Linked DNA regions of Sus scrofa: region 2 is linked to region 1. Evidence: chromatin contacts called from public Hi-C data. All regions are on one chromosome and are shown on one strand. The core of a region is the stretch at or near the end of the contact, and the rest is flanking DNA. Distances in the headings are between cores, read along the strand shown.

Region 1 (4,210 bases), core at 1,249-3,748:
GCTCATGCTATAATTTTGAGAAATGTGCTTGAAACATGAAACATCAACATAAAACCACAATAGATAATTCATAGTTAAATTACTATACTGAATCATTGACTTTATCCATGTCATTTTAAAAACAACATCACAATTGCACAGAATGAATACTTTTAAACTACTTTGATGTGCAAATTCTTTATTGAGCACACCATTCATTAGTTAGATTTTCACGCTCCTCAAGGTCATGATCTAGGCATCATTTTTCTTTTATTACTTCTAAAAGCACTCATCAATAGGTGCTTGTCAGTGGTTTCACATAACTTTGAACAAACCAAATCTGAGGCAAAATCAGAGGTAAGAAAGACTTCTTAGGCAAGGATGATAGGTTAGGAAAGTCACACTTGAAAAGGGTAGTAGAGAAGGAAGGTCCCATCCTAAGAAAATTCTAAATGTGAAGGGGGAAAAAAAATGGTGGTTCTAGAGAGACACTGAACAAACAGACTCTGCTGGCAGATGGGACCAGCTGAGAATCCACTAGAAACCGAACATCTCTGAAACACCTAAGCCAGGAGTTCCCACTGTGGCTCAGTGGAAACGAATCTGACTAGTATTCAGGAGGATGCAGGTTCAATCCCTGGCCTCCCTCAGTGGGTTAAAGATCCAGCGTTGCTGTGACTGTGGTGTAGGCCAGCAGCTCCAGCTCTGATTTGACCCCTGGCCTGGGAACCTCCACATGCTGCAGGTAGGGCTCTAAAAAGACCAAAAAAGAAAAAAAAGGAAGCTCCTAAACTAGGTTTTACTGTATAGAGTTCACTTGAAAAAGGTTGGAGTGTGTATGGCTTGAAAGAAGAGAAAGTAAGACAGACAGGAAAAGAGTAGGAAAGGAGAAGACTGAGGAGGCTCTGGGAAGGGATCTGTTATCCTGAGATTCACTGCAAAGAGTGGGTACAGAGAGGAATAGATACCCAGGTAGCAAGTCTTGTGCCTGCAGCCAAACATAACTTACCCCACACACAAACATATTGATTTAAATGTTTGGAGTATTTAAAAGCTGTCTCCACTTCATTCACATGTGCTGGGGAGAAGGTGGCCCTACACTGCATGAATGTGACACCCATCAACAAATAGGACCTTCTTTTTTCATTTTTGTACCATTTTGTACCATTTGTACCATTTTTTTTTTTTCAGAATTATAGAGATGCATATCTAACTAACTTTTATCAGCCCATAGAACTCCTTTCTGCCTCAATTAATGGAATATGGTTTAAAATGGCTCCTGACAGGGATATATAAAATTACTAAAAATATGATGGGGCAGGAACCATGTAGCAGGTCAGGTCAAGCCATGTAAAGGGCCAGCCCTCTGAGCGGACTGCTCCTTCTGCAGAGAGATTAGGGAAGCTCTTGGTTAAGGGGCAGCAGAGGGCACTCCAGGCCACATCAGGTTAAGTTGTGGTCACTTTATCTCTTGTTGTTGACGCAAAGTCCTGAGGCCATGGCCCAGGGCTTTCCTGTAGAAATGTGTTTACAAGCAGGTCAAGGACTTGTAGACAGATAACCATTAGCAAAACAACTTTTCTATTGACAACAGAGCAAAGAAAGGTGTGTTTGCAGATGAATTATCACTTGCTTCTTAAAGGGGAAAAAAAAAAAAATCAGATCACTAAATCCCAGCTTTCTTACCCCAGGACTGAATTTTCTGAGGAGAGAAAGACAACTGCTTTCTGCTTTTCTCACTGTTCCATTCACACCTTAGGAACTGCAGAGCAATCTGTAATGGCTCGTTTTCAGCTTTCAGTAATGCCCACCAATTATCCACTTGCATTTTATTGAGACAAAGAAATGATTTTATGCCAGAGTTAGGAAAAATATTGGATAAACACTGAAAGAGCAAGAAAGTATTTAAACCTTTTGGACAAGTCTTAGGAGTGCCTTGTTGCTGGGGAAAGAGAATTCTCAAACTGCTGAAATTTCCTGGTTTGAAACTGTGCCATGACCTTTGGGTTGAAGATATTTTGGGTGAAATTCTCAATTTAAAAGGATTCACACAGAGGAAAGGTATGATCCTAAGATGTAGAGGCAAGTGGGGGAAAAGCAGAAGGAAACCAATCAACAAACAAACTAAAAGACTTACAATCCAGTTATCAGAACGCATGTGAATGAAAAGCTTTGCTAATGAATATGTTTAAAGCTTTGAAAACTGTAGCCTATTTCAGCTTGGATTGTGATGTAACTGGTGCATAGAAGCTGGAGAGAAATCCGCTTCTCCTGACATGGCTACTCTTATGCTAAAGAAGGGAACTCACATTTTCACTAAAGGAGAAAAAAATCTGAACTTGGGAGTCTACACATGGGTAAATATGAGCTGTCTCATTAGAAAGATACTTCTCAATTAGTTTTCTTTTCATCCCTCTTGCTTTTGGCTCTCAGCTCTCTTATGCACACCCCCACACACAGAGCCCTGCACTAGCCAAGGGTCAGAAAGGTTCCTGCCGATTTCTCTCCATAGAAGTCCTGACAATGTGGCATGTGCAGTGTCGACAATGACATGCCACTCAAAATCCCTCCCTTCAGATTGTCCCTCCCTTTAAAGGAGACAGCCAATGTGAAAGAAACACTTTTTCCCCCCCGGGGACATCTGACTTGCTTTTATTAACCCAGATACAAAGTGCCACTCAGAGGCCTCGGACAGTCGAATTCTTTATTCCCTTAACTAGCAATTCATTTGACCCTCAAGAACAGTATTAAAGCTCCGTCTTTTTTTATGTATTTCTTATTTATTTTATGCTCCCAGTGCTCCATGAAGCATGCTTATAAAAACATTGTCATGTACCGTAAAGTCTTCATATTAAAAGGACATTTTAAATGGTTTCATCTTAACATGCTTCTGTCACTCAAATTGGAAAACTTTATGCTAGTTCCTTTCCAAGCTGTTAAAGATTAGCTTGATGTAGATAAGGCTATTCCCCAAACTCATTATCTGTCTTCCAAATGCACCTTAAGGACTCCTTAATAAAGTCAAGGTTATGTGAAGAGTATTTTACTGAAAATCGGTGAATGACTATTAACAAATCTGCATTACAGAGGAGTTATTTTGTCTCTGCCTCTCATCTTTACCATGAATGATCCTTCTTTTGTAGTAAGTTTTTAAACAATGAGGCTATTTCTTAGCTTTACATCACCAGCAAATCAGTAACAACTGATCAGAGGCAGCTAGAAAATATCTCCACCAGTTTATAACAGATGTAGGCCATATATTCTATTACATACGTTGCACAAATATCTGTGACCGCAACATCACCCCAAAATTAAAACTTCTCCCCACCCTTACCTCTTCCTTCCTAGTGTTAGCACATAAAATGCACACTCACACACCCCTTTCTTAAATAAAAACATGAATAGTTACCATCTGACCATTATGTTCATTATGTTTTTAGTGCTGGTAGAAGAAAAATTCTGGTCCATACGATTAATGTAACAGGTATCTGTCTGGCTCCTTCAGATCTAAAAGTACAATGGGGTTGCAAACTCAATAGTTTTCTTGTCATCCCTTCCCTCTAAGTAATGGGAACTCTGCCTAGTGTTGTTTCTAGTATTTCATCTTCACTAAATCTGTACCTTTCCTACCCACACACGGCCAAGAGCACATGCTGCTGACCTAAGAATCACCTCTTTATTTTAGAGTCAAGGTTTCTGTCTTCCCTACCTTCTCCTGCTTCCTTCACCAGACTCAAGATCCCAGCATTATGTGAAATACGGCTTTCGAACTTCTGAGAAGCCATCAGGAGGGTCTTCATCAGGTAAGATTCTTTTTCCTAGAGGAATTTTTACAAATTGGCTCTTACAACCGACAAAAACGGTAAGCAAATCTTTTAAGGCTTGCTGAATAATAGAGAAGTGTTTTTGTCAGTTGCTCCTTTCTGACAAACCTGAGCCATGCTCACATCTTTTCGTGGAAAAATTTTTACCAGGGATTTTCCAAGCACTGGCTTTTCAGGAGTGGTTTTCTCCCTTTCTGATGTAAGTCAGATTAAAATACAGTGTATGTGAAGCATCTATATTTATTGATAATGTTGGTTCAGACCAAAATCACCATCTGCAGACATGTAATCATAGTAATTGTGGTGCAGGAGGCCAATGAGATAATAGAACATTTAGAGGGCACTTCATCTTGACCCCCGGAAATTATATTGGACCCATCACCATGTTGCTAAAACTGCACTTTTAC
Region 2 (3,703 bases), core at 605-3,104, 370 kb before region 1:
ATAATATATGTGCTTCTTTGTTAAGATCCTAAATAATGAGATCCAGTGACAGGTCTCAAACCTACCATCTACCATTGTTCAAAAATGTGCTGAGCATACATGATATTGTGAGTTATCTATGACACATACAATGTAATAGGAGCATTTGTGTGACATCCCTTGGTGACAATTCATAGGTATTGTTACTACAGTTATGAGGTTGTCTCCACATTCTTAATGAAAGGGAATGCTACATTTCAATCAGAAATCAGTAAAAATAAAGATGCAACTTTTGTCTAGGCAATTTGTGGCCCCCTTGCTCTAGAACCCCAAATGAAGAGTGACTGTGCTTAGAACCCCGAGTTAAAACCCCTGGTCAAAAACTTAGAAATTTCTTTCACTTAATCAGCTTAGTGCACTGATTTTTTCCATAAATCACCTCCCTGTTTGCCCTTCAGCACATACACATCTATTTTATGAAGTTTATAAAGACCTAAGAATCCAAGTCTTAGGAATGTTTTGGATATTTAAATTGTTCTTTCTACCTAGACACAGGTTGATATAATTATTATAGTGTTTATGTTTCTAGCAGATTGGAGTAACTTTGTATAAATGCTGGGATTTAAATGATTGTGAAGTTTGAATATTTTAAGAAATGGAATGCTTTGAGGACAGTTACAAAACAGGATGTGCCTTACATCTTGAGAAACCTCATATCCAATTACGCAGGATGAAAATATTAAAATAAACTTTGGATAAACATGCAGACTGTGGGATACTTAATTCAACCTAAACCTTAAAGCATTTTGACCTCAACTCATATTCTTAGATAAATGAAATAATTCATTCTTCTAGATATGAAACAATTCTTCATTTTATTGGACTAAAAGCCCAGAGAGCATGCAAGTATATATAGCTGGGTATACCAAAACCATCTGCCACAGGCTGATGTGTATCTGTAAAACGGTGAACACAATCTAGATTAGGAATTCCTTGCAAAGATGGGACACGAGTCTAAATTGCTTTACATATTTACAAATATTTTGCATGTTATCAGGTCCCCGTGAAAGTAACATATGCAAGGGGATGGTATTAAAACATTTTTTTTATTCATTGCCTACACATATTAGTACTAAGGATGCGAGTCTGCTAATTTGACCTTTCATAAGCAGACACACTCTGGCTCTTCTTTGATTGTTTATATTTGTAGTACTAAAAAGATTAATTGATTGTTCAATAAATTATCACTTTACAGATCAGACTAGTCTCTTAAACAAACCACCAATCACCTTGTTAAGATGTAGATATAAATGAACTGTTTTCAATAGGATGAACATTATCCCCTATGTAGGTGTGGCAATTAGATTATTGATTTTAGGTAAATGCCTAGTTAATTATGCAATAGGCTTCATTTCTTCTGTTAATTAAGCCACTGCTCTTTGAAGTCAATAAACCATAGCCTCAGGAGAAATGAGAAGTTTCCCATTAAAAGATCCCAAGTACTTCCCCCCAAAAGTGACAGAATAGAAACCTCTCTCTTTCCTTCAAAGTAGAGACTCAAATGAAGATCTTTTGAGAGTATATTGTATTTTCAGTTCATTCATGGTCCATTTCTAGAATCAAGGTAAAATGGAAATCTGAATCGAAATACATGAAGAGAAACCACTAACATCTTTTTAGTTACTTTTAGAACACTTACTGGAGTTCCTTTAGAGCTCTGCAAAAAGAAAATCAGCTATCTCTGTCTCACTTGGTATCACAGGATCAGCTTTAACAGGCCTTTCCTTTCGGAAATAACCGCCCAGGATCCAGCTCCTCTCAAATGCTGTCATTATCCTTGTCATTTAATTGTTAATCATTAACCTGACCTAGCAGGAAGAAAGGACTATTTCCAAATTATCCCGGGAACAGAGCCTCAGCACAACTCAGAGTATCCTCACCACCACTCCTCACCCTGCTTTCTTTCTTTTGACCAAAGGTTGATCCATAAATGTTGACTTTTGTCCTGCTCTACTTGGGAATTGTTACTTTTTAATCTGTTTTCATTTTGGGGGGAAATTTGGGGAAGTGTGGGAGTGGACCTCTTGCTGCTTTGCTTAGACACTTGGAATCTAAACTTGATCATGTTTTTCACCCTGATTTCATAACTTGGTGAGACTTCTCACAAGTTAATTGACCCCAAACTTTGCTGTGTCTACGCTGGCTTCAGTGTCAATATCACAAAGATGTCCTCTATTACAAATCTGATAATGTTTTGCACATAGTAGAGGTACGATACTAATTGAACAAGTGAATGGGAATGTGGAGATCAAATTGTATATTTGGAAAAAGCCCTGGTTAAATTCTATGCAGGAAAATCACTAGCTTCCAGACAATAATGAAATGATTTTTTTTTTCCTTAGACATTGACCTAACTATAGCCAACAGATATAATAAAGACAATTAAAATCATTAATATTTATTGAGTGCTTACTTATTATGCCTTCAGGACATCATTCTAAGATAAATACCACATATCATCTCAGTTCTCATAAGAGTACTTTTAAATACGTACTTTATGATCCTCATTTTACAGAGGGAGAAACTGAGGCATGGGACACAATGTCATCACTGAGTGAAGGAACCATGATTCAAACCTAGGAAATACAACTACAGGATCTGTATGTTTAACAGCTACCTAGGCACCAGTGATCACTCAGTAGACAAAAATCACTGACCAGAGTCAAAGGTTGAATAGTGTATCCAATGGGTATACTTGACCTGAAATCTCTTTGGTAAAAATAATGGCCAATATTTAATAAGAACTTACTGCATTGGCTCAGTTCCAAAATGACCAAGCTAACTATCATTTTATCAGTCACAGCTTAACCAGTCAGGGAGGCATTGATGTTATATGAGGTAGATTGGGTGCTGGATGTAGGGACCCTTATGAATTCAAGATTAGCATCCCTCTTTCTGCTCATGGTTTGAGCACCAAATATGTGAAATTTCTTTTCTCCTGACCAAATTGCTTGCTCATAGCATAGAAGAGGCTACAGAGCAAGAACACATCATACTTTAATTTGAATATTCCCCAACTGGTTTACAATAAGGTTGGACTTGGTCCTACTGACCACAGAATGACTCTTGCTCCTTCTTCAAAACTGGGATATTTCCTTTTATGGTAAAAGTTATAATTAGCTGAGGAATCCTAAACTGTTCTTGTTAAAAATAATCCACATATAAGAAACCTGGTAAAAGTTATGCTGGTGTTTGCACGAAGCCTGTTATACATAATTTTCTGAAGCTGTTTTCAATCATGCAAATGATTTTTTCCTTTGCAATATGCTAATGCAATCTGATTTATTTCAGTTGTAAAAGTTAATTACAATGTGTTTGTGAGTCCCTAAAGATGATGTATTAAATGTTTATAACCAGGATTATTAAAATGTCCTGTCTCGATTACAGAGCTTCTCTTTCAAACACTAGAACTAATTGTAGCCTTAAATCACAACAACCTCACCGTTAAAATTAACACAAGGGCAACATTGCATAATTTTAATTAATTTTAATTTGGCCAAAGCAAATTAATTTTTGTTTTTTAGAAGGACAGCTAAACTCTTTTGTAGCCTGCTTCCACAGAACATGGAGTTCATAAACTTCTTTTCTTCCCAGCATTTTCATTCCTTTGAGGATTGTATCATAGGATTGAATCCTTGTGTATGTTTTGGTTTCAATTTGCATA

Evidence for each region. Hi-C and Micro-C count contacts between places; a contact is called where the count stands out from the background.
Region 2: a Hi-C map of liver shows a contact between it and region 1, with 6 times the contacts expected there. The contact joins two enhancer-like sites. A contact is called at or near these places in 2 of 47 Hi-C or Micro-C datasets (embryonic fibroblasts and liver).

What each region holds. Positions count from the first base shown.
Region 1 is chr7:83,634,704-83,638,913 of Sscrofa11.1, reverse strand. No RefSeq gene overlaps it. Among named protein-coding and RNA genes, the nearest start is that of NR2F2, 550 kb to the right of the region's middle. Within about 2 kb of position 2,498, at least 3 of the 83 cell types and tissues checked have an H3K27ac peak or open chromatin away from gene starts, as enhancers often do. A contact at or near this core is called in liver, where this site is marked.
Region 2 is chr7:84,000,907-84,004,609 of Sscrofa11.1, reverse strand. No RefSeq gene overlaps it. Among named protein-coding and RNA genes, the nearest start is that of NR2F2, 910 kb to the right of the region's middle. Within about 2 kb of position 1,854, at least 6 of the 83 cell types and tissues checked have an H3K27ac peak or open chromatin away from gene starts, as enhancers often do. A contact at or near this core is called in liver, where this site is marked.